Regions from separate parts of the Sus scrofa genome. Here region 1 is linked to region 2. Evidence: chromatin contacts called from public promoter capture Hi-C data. All regions are on one chromosome and are shown on one strand. Each heading gives the region's core, a stretch centred on a gene start, on an enhancer-like site or on the middle of the called end of the contact. The rest is flanking DNA. Distances are from core to core; before and after follow the strand shown.

Region 1 (5,684 bases), core at 1,944-4,443, 55 kb after region 2:
ATCGCTTACTCAATGTTGCATACTTGGGGTGGTAAAGACCACACTGGAATTTGGTTCTCCAAGCTCCTGCCACGAAGTGGCGAGATCATGAGTTTTGGAATTAGAGGGATCTTTGTTTGAACAACCCTGATTTCTGCCCCTTAATAAGAATGTGGCCTTAAGTCAATTACTTCACCTAAGCCTCAGTTTTTCTCTTCTGTACAATTAAGACCATAAAACCTCATAGTAGCATAGTGAAGATTAATTTGGTTTTTTTTTTTTTTTGTGAAGAGTAATTTAGAAAATGCATGTAAAGCCCTGGCACAGAGTAGTTCTCAAATAAGATTAGTTCCACCCCCCAACCCAGTATTATCTGGTTAAATTTCAGTACAAATTGAAAATAATCAAAAAAGAATCCTCCATGAATTTTTTTTCTAGCCTCCTCTCCCAGTGCGAGCAAAACGTGAGTAAAAATGCTTCAACATCATTTAATTCACTGGGAAGAACTTTTGCTTTAGTAGAGTTATTTCCGTGGGGGATGTTTAGAAAAAAGGGGGGATATGTGGAAGACGAGATAGCAGAGTACAGAGGTTCTAAAACTTGAGAATGTATCAGAATCACTGAGAAGGGAAGTTCCTGCATGGCTCAGCGGAAACGAATCTGACTAGCATCCATGAGGACATACCATAGGTTCGATCCCTGGTCTCAGTGGGTTAAGGATCTGGTGTTGCCGTGAGTTGTGGTGTAGGTTGCAGACACGGCTCGGATCCTGAGTTGCTGTGGCTGTGGTAGTAGACCAGCGGCTACCGTTCCGATTCAACCCCTATCCTGGGAACCTCCATATACCGTCAGTGCGGCCCTAAAAAAAAAAAAGAAAAAAAAAAAAGAATCACTGTTCTCAGTGAAAACACAGATGGCTGGGCCCCACACCAGAGTTTCTGATTCACAAGGTCTGGAGTGAGGCCTGATAATTTGCATTTGTGACAAATTCAAATTCAAAGATGATGTTGAGGCTACTACTAATCCAGAGACTACACAGAGAAGCACCAGTAGAGTTAAGTGAAATTTTGGGGGCGAGGCCCAGCAATCTGTGTTTTAACCTGACCTCCAGGTAATTCTAACGCACTCTCAAGTTTGTGAACAACTGGCAGCGAAGTGAAAAGCAGCTGAAGAGAAAACTTGCATTCAAATCCTGGCTGCACCATTTACTAGCTAGATGTCTAGATTCAATGACAAACCTTTAGCATGTCTGCATCCCACAGGGAGCCTGACAATATCTGCAATTCAGGATTCCTCTCACTGGCCTTCTAAGCCCTTGGTGGAAAGAGAAGTTAGCGAGTTCTGCCAACCCAGGCTCTGTTTTTCACTTCTTTACACTTCAAGGCACGAAAGGCTGGTAAATTTGGGTATTAGAGAAGTATTTACAAACACTTCTGTGATCATAAAAATAAAATAAACAAGACAGTGCTGTTAAAAAGAAAAAAAAAACACAAAAGCAAACCCAAAGCAAAGGCATCGTTTGCATCTTAAATTCATAATAGCAGGTTCTGAACTATTTCCCTTTCCCCTGCCTTTCTTAATAGGAAAAAAAAAAAAAAAAAGACTTCTCCTCCTCTACAGTTTGAAGAGATGCTTGTAAATTTGTTTTGCAGATAGTGTTCATGCTAAGAGGCTCTTCCTCCACCCCACCCGCCTATCTGGTCTCAGATACAGAAACTGCCTCAGATATTCGGTGCCTTCCTGATTTTGTGGTTAAAGTATCCCTTTTTTTTTTCCCCTTCTTCCCTGCCTGGCATCTGACTCTAGGTCCTCAAACTGTCTCAGCTCATAGCGTCACAAGTATCCAGGCTGGCCCCAAGGACATTCTTTGGCTCACCTACCTTCATTTTTCCCTTTGCCAAAACCTCTACTCTTTATTTCCTTAACTAACCTTTTCTATCGCCTGTTGCTAACCCATAGTTTTCAAAATTACCCTCTGCTAAAGTGACTCTACTAGAGGAAAAATTGTTCTTATTAGTGATGAGGGAAGAAAATTGTTGATTTTTACCCAGTCCTACGTGGATACTAGTACACCACAGCTTATCAAGCATTTTCATTTTGAATTCCTACAAAAATCCAGAGATGATTATATATATATATATGCATACACACACATCAAATACATCAACTGTATTACAAATAAAGAAACAAGCTGAGAGAGGTCAAGCAACTCGCCCAGGGTGGAAAAATAAAAATAAACGACAAGATCCATGCAGTAAGAGTCCAGAGTCCCCAAGCTCTTGACCTCTATTGAAATTCCAAGTGATGATGGAATATAGGAATATAATTTAGTTCCTGCCCTTAAAGAATTTATAATTCTTTTTTTTTTTTTTTTTTTTTTTGGCTTTTTGTTGTTGTTGCTGTTGTTGCTATTTCTTGGGCCGCTCCCGCGGCATATGGAGGTTCCCAGGCCAGGGGTTGAATCGGAGCTGTAGCCACCGGCCTACGCCAGAGCCACAGCAACGCGGGATCCGAGCCGCGTCTGCAACCTACACCACAGCTCACGGCAACGCTGGATCACCACAGCTCACGGCAACGCTGGATCGTTAACCCATTGAGCAAGGGCGGGGACCGAACCCGCAACCTCATGGTTCCTCGTCGGATTCGTTAACCACTGCGCCACGACGGGAACTCCCCAAGAATTTAAAACTTGTGTTGGGGTAGGTGAGATTTATACACACAAGTTAAAATAAAGAGCCACCGTTTTTGTATTGGTACTGGTCTCCTCCTCTGCAAGATGTAGCTAACAGCACCGACCTCAAGGGGCTTGGGAATGATTAAACTGAGTAAAGCGCTTTATACAGCGACTATCACGCAGTATGCGGTCAATATATGTTAACTTATTATTTTTAAAGGAGGCAGATTAGAGTGGTAAGAATACTGGAGAGATCCAGGAGGCGGGTTGTAGGCGCTGGACCGTTGCATCTAAGTTCTCCGAGCCTCGGTTTCCTCTTCTGCAAAAGCAGGTGCCTGGAGTGGAACACGTCGAAGGAGGCAGCGGGAGTCTGGAGAATCGAGGGGCCGCGGCGCAGAAAGGGTTAGCGTCGGATTTGCCGGCGCCGGCGGGAGGGGCTCTGCCCCGCCCCACCCCGCCCCGCCCGGGAGGCGCCGGCAGCTCCAGCCTGTGAGCAGTTCCGGTGCCAAAACCCTTCCCTCCCCGCTCCCCCGGAAGTGCTTTTCCATAGTTCGAGCCGGAGAGAGGCCTTGTAGGTACTGCCGCTGAGGCTCGATCGGCTCGGAAGAGGGGCTCCTGCCTAGGTGGGAGCCCGGGGGTCCGCGCCTGCCGACCCGTGCCCTGCCCGCTCCCAGCGCCCAGGCGGACGGTGAGTGGCCGGCGGAGCTGACTGCGACGGCCGCGGGCCGCGTCGGGGCTGGCGCTCTCGGGCCCCCGCTGCCCGCTTGGGACTCCGGGCTGCAGGCTGGGCTGTCGGGGTTCGAGGAAGGGGGTTGTCGACCGCCGCGGTCTTTGCCGAGCCTGCGGGGCGGGAAGAAGCGGGTGGCTGGGCCGTGGGGTGGGCGGGGCGGAGCCGGGGTGGGGGTTCCTGGAGCTGTTGTTGCTGTTGGGACTCTAGAGTAAGGATGGGCTGGGCCTCCGTCCATCCGACCCCTCACTTAAGCTCCCCCAAGTACTCGCGCTGCCTCTCGGATTTGGTTTTCTCTCTCCGACCCGAGCCTGGGAATCTAGACCTCAGACTCAGTCTTGGGCTGTAGTTCTCGACTTTTGCTGTCTCTGGATCTGTCCTCGGGCTCGGTAGTTAGCTCGGGTTCCAGGGGTGTTGTCTCCTCCGACCCAGGGTTGGGCGATGCGTGTGTAGATGTCGGGGATCTTTTGCAAGGCTTTCCAACCAGACCCGCTTAGGGGTTGCCCAGGATCGATTGGGACCGGTTTTGGATACGTAGGTCACTGTGGGAGCAGCGCGCCTCCCATGATCTTTACTCGCTTGAAAGCTTACTCAAGCCGTTGTTGAAGTGACTTCTTAAAAAAAACAGCTTGCTTGAAGAAAAGCAGTTCAGGTAAATTCCCTCTTTTTCTCGGCAGTAAGAAATGATGCTATTCTCTAATCTGTACTCCTAATTTCTGTGGCTATCTGAAGTCACAGTTGTATGATGAGTTCAGTCTGTGGTTGTTGCACAAATTGACTGCAGAGGGTTGGAGAATTATACCTCCTCTTTCCCGACGTTTATATACCTTCATATTTGGGACTGTCATTTTCCTTAACTTTTAAAGAAAAATTGTTCTCTATAACTCCTAGGAGGTTCCTTATACTGTTACAGCTGTTGCTGCAATGCAGAGGTTCACACAAGTGGGTAGAGGTGTTTTGTTTTATGTTTTTTTAATTTATATTATGAGGTGTTTACTTTGGAGTAATTGAGCATTTCCTAGAGGAGCAAGTGATGTAGGTAGTTTTTTTTTTGGTGAACAGATTTTAGGTAATAAGCTACTCCTGAAAGGTTGGTAGGAAATAGGATTTACTCAATTTAATCGTGATTTTGAAATTATGATCGTAAGAGAAAGCAGTTACTGCAGATTTTGACTATCAGCGGATGACCATTGTTTTTATAAAGTATCTACACAGCACGTTTGTGAAACCTGTGACACTTTCATGTACTTCTTGTCTGGTGCTTATATTAGGGCTTATACTGTAGTTTTTGGGGGTTCTTATCTGCTTCTCTTTCCTCCCACCAGTGAAAGGGGAGGCAATATCATGAATTAGGGAAAATAGACTGAAGTGACAAGTTCAGTGAGCTCTCTTATGCAAAAGAAAATTTATTTTAGGCTTGTTGATATTTAACAGGCAAAGGGTGGATGATTTTTAAAGTTCCTGGAAAAAATTGTAGACAAAAAAGTTAGTTGTCCAACTTTTAGATTTAGATAGAAACCATAGATTCTTAGCTACTTGAAATTCTCTAGTTCTTTTAGAGCATAGGGTTGAAATATTGGAATTGAGAGAATCTGGAAAAGGAGTTAAGTTAGATACGGTTATGGATCCGTCCTGAATGAAGGTATGATAGTTAATGTATTTCAAGGAGAAATAGTTCAAGATTTTTAAGAACAGAAAGAGGTAGGGAAAATCAGATACTTTCAGGTGTTGTAAATTTAATTATGTTCACATCAATTCAGTAGATATTGAACATTTACATTGTAAATTATATTATTCAAGTCAGTTCAACAGATATTGCTATGCTAGGCATCAAGCTATGTTAGACAGCCGTGTAAGAGTAAGTAAAGATATAGCCACAACAACCAAGCTTCGTGGCAATAGTTTTCCAAAGTGTGTCAGAAATCATAATGAGCATGTTAAATATTTAGGCATATTACATTTTTAAATTTTACAATTGGAAGTGAGTGCTGTGTGCTTCATGAAAATCACTGCTAGGCAATATAGCATACTAAGATTAAGTTGTTGCTCTTCCATAGTTTGAAATCAAGAAGGTGATGTCAGATATTTGCATAAAAATTTACAACATATAGAAATAAATGTAAATACTTGCTACATGAGTGGTTTGACCTAAAATTTGGAGTTGTACTAAAGGACAGTGGGTTCATTTTTAGCCAGAGTAAAATGAAAAGTGGTGGAGGTATAGTATTCCTTTATAATGCCTTTATAATGCTTATAAAGATAGCTCTGAAGCAATTATTTATTGAACATTTAGTGAGCACCAGG
Region 2 (6,091 bases), core at 2,241-4,740:
CTGGAAAAACAACATGAGCTGACTTAAACTTGGAAAAGACCCTTCTACCTGGACTGGAGGGGAGGAAGGGTAGAAGCAGGAACATTGGTCAGGAGCCTCACTCAGCCTCCAGATGAAAGATGATGGTGGTTGGAGTCAAGAGCAGTGGACGTGCTGTTTGTGTAACTAGAGATTCTTTTATCCCGCAAATATTCATAGGCACTGTGCTATGGGCCAGGGTGTTGTGGTGACCAGCCTGGTGACAGCCTCTCCTCTCTTACTCTAAATAGTTAATGACAATAGTTACCATGGACGAAGGGCTTGCTGCAAGTCAGGTCAGCTCTAAGGGCTTGAGAGGTATTTTTCTCAGTTACTATGGACCTATCTCAAGAGCTCAGGTGCCACTATTGTCCCCATTTAGAGGTGAGGAAAGTCAAACATTGAGAGGACTAATGAGAAGCCCAAACATGCGTTATCAGGCAAAGTCAGAAGAATTCAAGCACCCCGGGTTGGGTTCCAGAGTGCTTCCCTTAGAGATGGCAGGTGTGATGGAGGTCATAAGAGGACGACACAGGATGGAGGAGGTGACACTGAAGCTGAGACTTAACAGGAATTTGCCAGGGAAAGGGTTGGGCTAGGGAGAGGAGAAATCAGGGGTGGCAAGGGGCGTGTTCTAGTTACTGGGAAGAACAGGTACAAAGACAGACCTGGAAGTGAGAAAGCAGGACCTTAGAAAGACTGAAAACCAACAGACAAACCCACAGTGTTGTTGGATCCTCAGGTGTGTGTAAGGTGATGATAGAGAATGAACCAGAAAAAATAGGCAGAGACTAGAACTTTGGGTCAATATATGGATCAATAATTTACTAATTACATAATCATCTTCATATTTTTCTTCCCAGGATCTCACATTGTAAATCTACCAAATGGAAGAGAATAGATGTTGGAGTCAGGGAGGCAATGGCAGCCCAGGAAGTGCTTGCAGTGATGGAGGCTCCCTCACCCCCTTGATCTAACCCAGATACATAAAGTAAAGCAGTGAGCCAGCTATGCAAGCACAGCTTCAAGAAAAGTCTCCTGCCAGGAGTTCCCGTTGTGGCACAGCAGAAACAAATCCGACTAGGAACCATGAGGTTGTCAGTTCAATCCCTGGCCTTGCTCAGTGGGTTAAGGATCCAGCATTGCTGTGAGCTGTGGTGTAGGTTGCCGACTCAGCTCGGATCCCGTGTTGCTGTGGCTCTGGTGTAGGCTGGCAGCAACAGCTCTGATTCGACCCCTAGCCTGGGAACCTCCATATGCCTCGGGTGAGGCCCTAAAAGGAAAAAAGACAAAAAAAGGAAAGAAAAGAAAAGTCTCCTGCCCACATTTCCATCAGACAGCTGCCCCTAACCCTTCTAATACAGAGATTTTAGCCTCCAGTACATACTAGCCCAACTAAATCCTGCTCCATCATTTGTTAGTTTTGAAATAGCATGAATTATTTCAGATCTATAAACTTCATTTATCCACTCTGTAAAACTGACACATTATCTCTCATAACTAATGCATTCAAATTACATATTTGACAATTTCTATTCATTTGCAAAACTAAAATATCTAAACAAAATTGCATGTTCTGATAAAGAGTACATTATTTACTACCCTAAAAATTAGACAAATGATTTAGTCTTTTTTTTTCTTTTTCTTTTTACAGCCACATCCATGGCATATGGAAGTTCCCTGGCCAGGGATAGAATTGGAGCTGCAGCTGCCAGCCTAAGCCACAGCCACAGCAATGCTGGATATGAGCTGCATCTGCAACCTATGCTGCAGCTCACAGCAATGCTGGATTCTTAACCCACTGAGTGAGGCCAGGAATTGAACCTGCATCCTCACGGACACTGTGTCAGGTGCTTAACCTGCTGAGCCACAACAGGAACTCCCGAATGATTTATTCCAGTATCATTGGAATAGAAAAGAGATTCATGTATTCAGGTTCCACAGACTTGAAGTCCTTTCTGTCCAGAACATGCTGTTTAGTTTACTTTAAAACAAGATAGGAATTTCTTGGCATGTGACGTCTAGAAGTGGGAGCATGCACTGAGTTCCTAAGCAGAGAATACCCTGGACCTCCAGGGTGAGAGCTAGTTTGGCTCACTGAGAAGTGGCCAAACTTTGAAGCCAAACTGATTTGAGATTCACTGGGGTAATGTAGTCCATTGCTCACTGGCAGCCTTGGGAGTGAATTTGCAGTGCCTTGCATTTATATGACTTTCTTTCTCAGGGACAATGTTGTCATAAATTATTTTGTGAGATATCAACAACTTGGGCAAGGGAAAAAGTCTTTGACAAAGTATTGTAGCTATTGAAAGGGCAAAACTTTGGGAAATTCCACCCACATTCCTGCAGGATACAGACCGGTGCCCACGAAGAACATAAGCCAAGCAATTCAAAATCCGTAGAATCACGCATGGTTCAAGCCTACATCACATGCACAAGGAGCCGTACTTTGCCCTCAGAGCCAGGGACCCTGAAGGCAGGAAGAGAGGGACAGGAGAACTTGTTTCCCCAACTGGCCTTTGTACCTGTCTGTTCCAGTATTTCTAACTTAAGTTGTTAAGTGGACAAAAGTCCAGAGTCCTCAGTGGTTCCAAACTAGCATTTAGTGGCACAAAAGTGTTTGGAGCTAGTGCTGGACCCAGTGAGAGTGATAGTTTCAAAGCAAGTATAGGTCCAGAATTGGGAGTGAGGTGGCTCAATGCTTGGTAAAGGGTGGTATGTTTATAAAAGCCAAGACCATGTGTGTGTTGAGGTGGGGGACAGGTGGGGGAAATCGTGTGTGTGCAGGGAGATGATCACAGTGAAGCAGTCTCGGAGGGGAAAGCTGTCTGAAGGGCAATTGGGGGAGAAAGGTGAGAGAACGGGGGTGGGGATGCTGGCCAGGGCTTCCCAGGCAGGAACAGCAGCCCTTCTTTAAATGTCATGTACATCACTGCCTGAAGGTGGCACCTCTCACTCTGAAGGATGCCTATGAAGATTAAGAAGCCTTGAAATACATTTTTGGAAGGTCAGTTCACATCTGTTTTCTATTCGTCATGTTCTGTCAGCACTTCTGTGAGAACAGAGCCATTACGCCGGCCTTGGGAGCCAAAGGCAGCTGGATCCGCCAGGCCTGGCACTTTCCAGGCCCCACGTCCCAACTCAGTGGAAGAAGAGCTCATCCCAGCTTCCATTCCCTCTTTCCCACTAGCCCTCACCTTCTGTACGCTGTGCTTCAAAAAGCAAAGAGGTACAAAGAACTCAACCTGGTTTAATCAGTTGTTCTCCCACCACTAAAGCAACATTAACATCACTTTAGAGGCTTTTCGGTTCCCTGTTGTGTTCAATTTGTTGTCTAGCAAGCAATAAAAAAGAAGAAGAAATTCTCTTGATTTTTATATTTACAGTCCATGAGCCAGGGCAGTGGAGTTTGCCCAGGAGGCATATTGCGAAGTGATTGTCTTGTCCCAGGGAAAGGCTCAAAGCAGTAATGCTCACAGTGGCCTTGTGATGTTTGTCAGAATGGTGAAGATTTCCAAATGGTGCTTATCAGTATGTGGAGGCACTTGTCACAAGTAAGGAAAGATTTCCATTGATTTGGTTCAAAGGGCAGCCCAAGACTGCACAAGTGGGTCATGTTCCCTTCCCGCCCCCCTGCAACCTTCCCACCGCTGCCCGATGACCCAGGCTGGCTTCACCAAGGTCTGGATTTGATATTACAAGGCACCTATGCCGCTCCACTCACCTCTCAGTTCTGTGCGTAGTGACCGACTTCCAGTGCTTGGTTTTGATGATAAAAATACACTCGGTTGGACATGGATGGCTAGTACCCGGTTTGGTCAGGGCTCTGTGATCAGATCTTGGCTGAATACATTTGAAGCTTTGGAGCAGATGAGAAAGGGTGACCAACTAATGCATAAAGGATGCGTGGGCGGGAGGCTCAAACTCCTGTGACTGTAAATCGTTTGCTTTTCAAGTCTAATCATCTGTGTTCTCCACTAGGAATCCTGTGATGTTTTAGGACTAACTTTAAAATGGAAAGATATTTAATTTTATCGATCACGCTCCATGTGCTGTGTTTCTAGGACTGTTTATTGGTGTTTCTGTAAAAACAACCAGCAACCTCTTGTTATTGTGGAAACAATCGCAGTGGAAATCAGCAGGGCTTAATTTGATGTTGACATTTTTGTTGCTTGCCTCCCCAGAAATGCTTCACTTTATATTTTTACGATAGAAAAAAAAAAGGCAATAAAAGCTTTTGAAGCCAGATGTCCCTTTAAACAACTGCCGATAGGGAATCTTTTCTCGTGGAGAAAGAGATTTCCGTTAAGATGATCAAATAGAATCAGTTATATTTAAAGTCTCTGACTTTTTTGTTTATCTTAGTCAAATAAAGCTGTGTATTCTAGCAAAGAAATCAAAGGTCATTCTTCTGACAAAGATTCTGGTGATTGTCTTGTATTAGGAAGGCCATCCTAGCAGTGACTTCAGCCTTGGCAGGTGATAATGCTGTTCTAGTCATGTTTGGAGGATGGCAGAGTTCCAAAATCTAAGTCGGTTTTGGACTGCAGATATTCTGCTTGCAATTTGTATCGTTTTCTGATTGACAACTCATTCTCTCGCTCTCTCTCTTTTCTAAAATGCCAATAATAAATAACTGCTGGTCTAAAACATTTACCTGTCAACAGGTATATATGTTGGAAGGAGTTAAGAACCAAGAATTAGAGTGACCTCTACACACTTCCTTTGGTAGAATCCATCCTTGTGCGATAGTTAACTCTTGTTTATCGGTTTCATATCAGAATAAAACCCACATAATCTAAATACATTTGGGCGAATCCTTCAACCTTGCTACCTTACCATCGTCATAATTGCCAATAAGGAGTTCCTGTGGTGGCTCAGCGCTTAACAAACCTGACTGGTGTCCATGAGGACGTGGGTTCAATCCCTGGCCTCGCTCAGTGGGTTAAGGATCTGGCGTTGCCGTGAGCTGTGGTGTAGGTCTCAGACACGGCTCGGATCCAGCATTGCTGTGGCTATGGTGTAGGCCAGCAGCTGCAACTCCAATCCAACCACTAGCCTGGGAACCTCCATATCCCGCTGGTGCAGCCCTAAAAAGACCAAAACAAAAAAAAAAGTCAATTAGTTGTAAGTATGGTTGACATAAGTTTTGCTGCAATTGTTTCTCCTGTCCACCTCTCTGAACATTCTCTCTTTGGTGCCTAATTCAAGTGTCACATGCTCTGAGTCCCCACCTTCCCATTCTCAGTCACCCCTCCATGAATAAACCCTCTCTTACTGTGCATATACCTCTACTGTGCTCATCATAATTTATAGTCTCGTGTTTCTGTGTCATTCTTGCCTATTAGAATGAGAACCCCATCAGGGCCGGGCTGTGCCTCATACACGTCTGTATGCCAGCACCTGGCTCAGCATCTGCTATTGCAGAAGGCCTGTCTGGATGCTTGTGTTTTTTTTTTGTCTTTTTGCCATTTTTTCCTTGGGCCACTCCCGTGGCATATGGAGGTTCCCGAGCTGGGGTCGAATCGCAGCTATAGCCTCCGGCCTACATCAGAGCCACAGCAACACAGGATCCGAGCCTCGTCTGCAACTTACACCACAGCTCACGGCAACGCCGGATCCTTAACCCACTGAGCAAGGGCAGGGACCAAACCCGCAACCTCATGGTTCCTAGTCGGATTCGTTAACCACTGAGCCACGACGGGAACTCCTGGATGCTTGTTGATTGAAAGGATGCCATGTGCTGGGCACCCTGACGGGATGAAAGATGGAGAAGGATGCAGTCCCTGCTCTGAAGGGGGTACAGTGTAGTGTGGGTCACAATACAAGAATGTGTGTGACTGGTGGCATTATCAGTGAAACATTTGAGATGGGCCCTAAAGGATGCTTGGAGGATCTTCCAAACAATGGACCTGCATCAGCAGAGGGAGAAAGCATGAATTATTCTCACGTTGTCTGGTGAGTTTCAAGTTGTTCAGGTGACATTAGGTTGGTGGCTGGAAGCAGTGGGAGATAAGGTTGGAAACCTAGTTGAGCCCGGATGGCCGAAGGTCATAGGTTTTGAATTTTTCTT

The links. Promoter capture Hi-C pulls out the DNA fragments that hold promoters and counts their contacts.
Region 1: a promoter capture Hi-C map of liver shows a contact between it and region 2, with 3 times the contacts expected there. The contact joins the promoter of FRS2 here to the enhancer-like site in region 2. A contact is called at or near these places in 1 of 5 promoter capture datasets (liver), 5 of 47 Hi-C or Micro-C datasets (embryonic fibroblasts, epiblast stem cells, fetal heart ventricle and 2 more) and 1 of 2 datasets of contacts at active chromatin or transcription factors (skeletal muscle).

The regions. Positions count from the first base shown.
Region 1 is chr5:33,722,263-33,727,946 of Sscrofa11.1, forward strand. FRS2 (fibroblast growth factor receptor substrate 2) reads left to right here and starts at 3,194. Exons shown (of 10, transcript NM_001243209.1): 1 at 3,194-3,341.
Region 2 is chr5:33,667,056-33,673,146 of Sscrofa11.1, forward strand. No RefSeq gene overlaps it. Among named protein-coding and RNA genes, the nearest start is that of YEATS4, 43 kb to the left of the region's middle. Within about 2 kb of position 3,491, at least 14 of the 83 cell types and tissues checked have an H3K27ac peak or open chromatin away from gene starts, as enhancers often do. A contact at or near this core is called in liver, where this site is marked.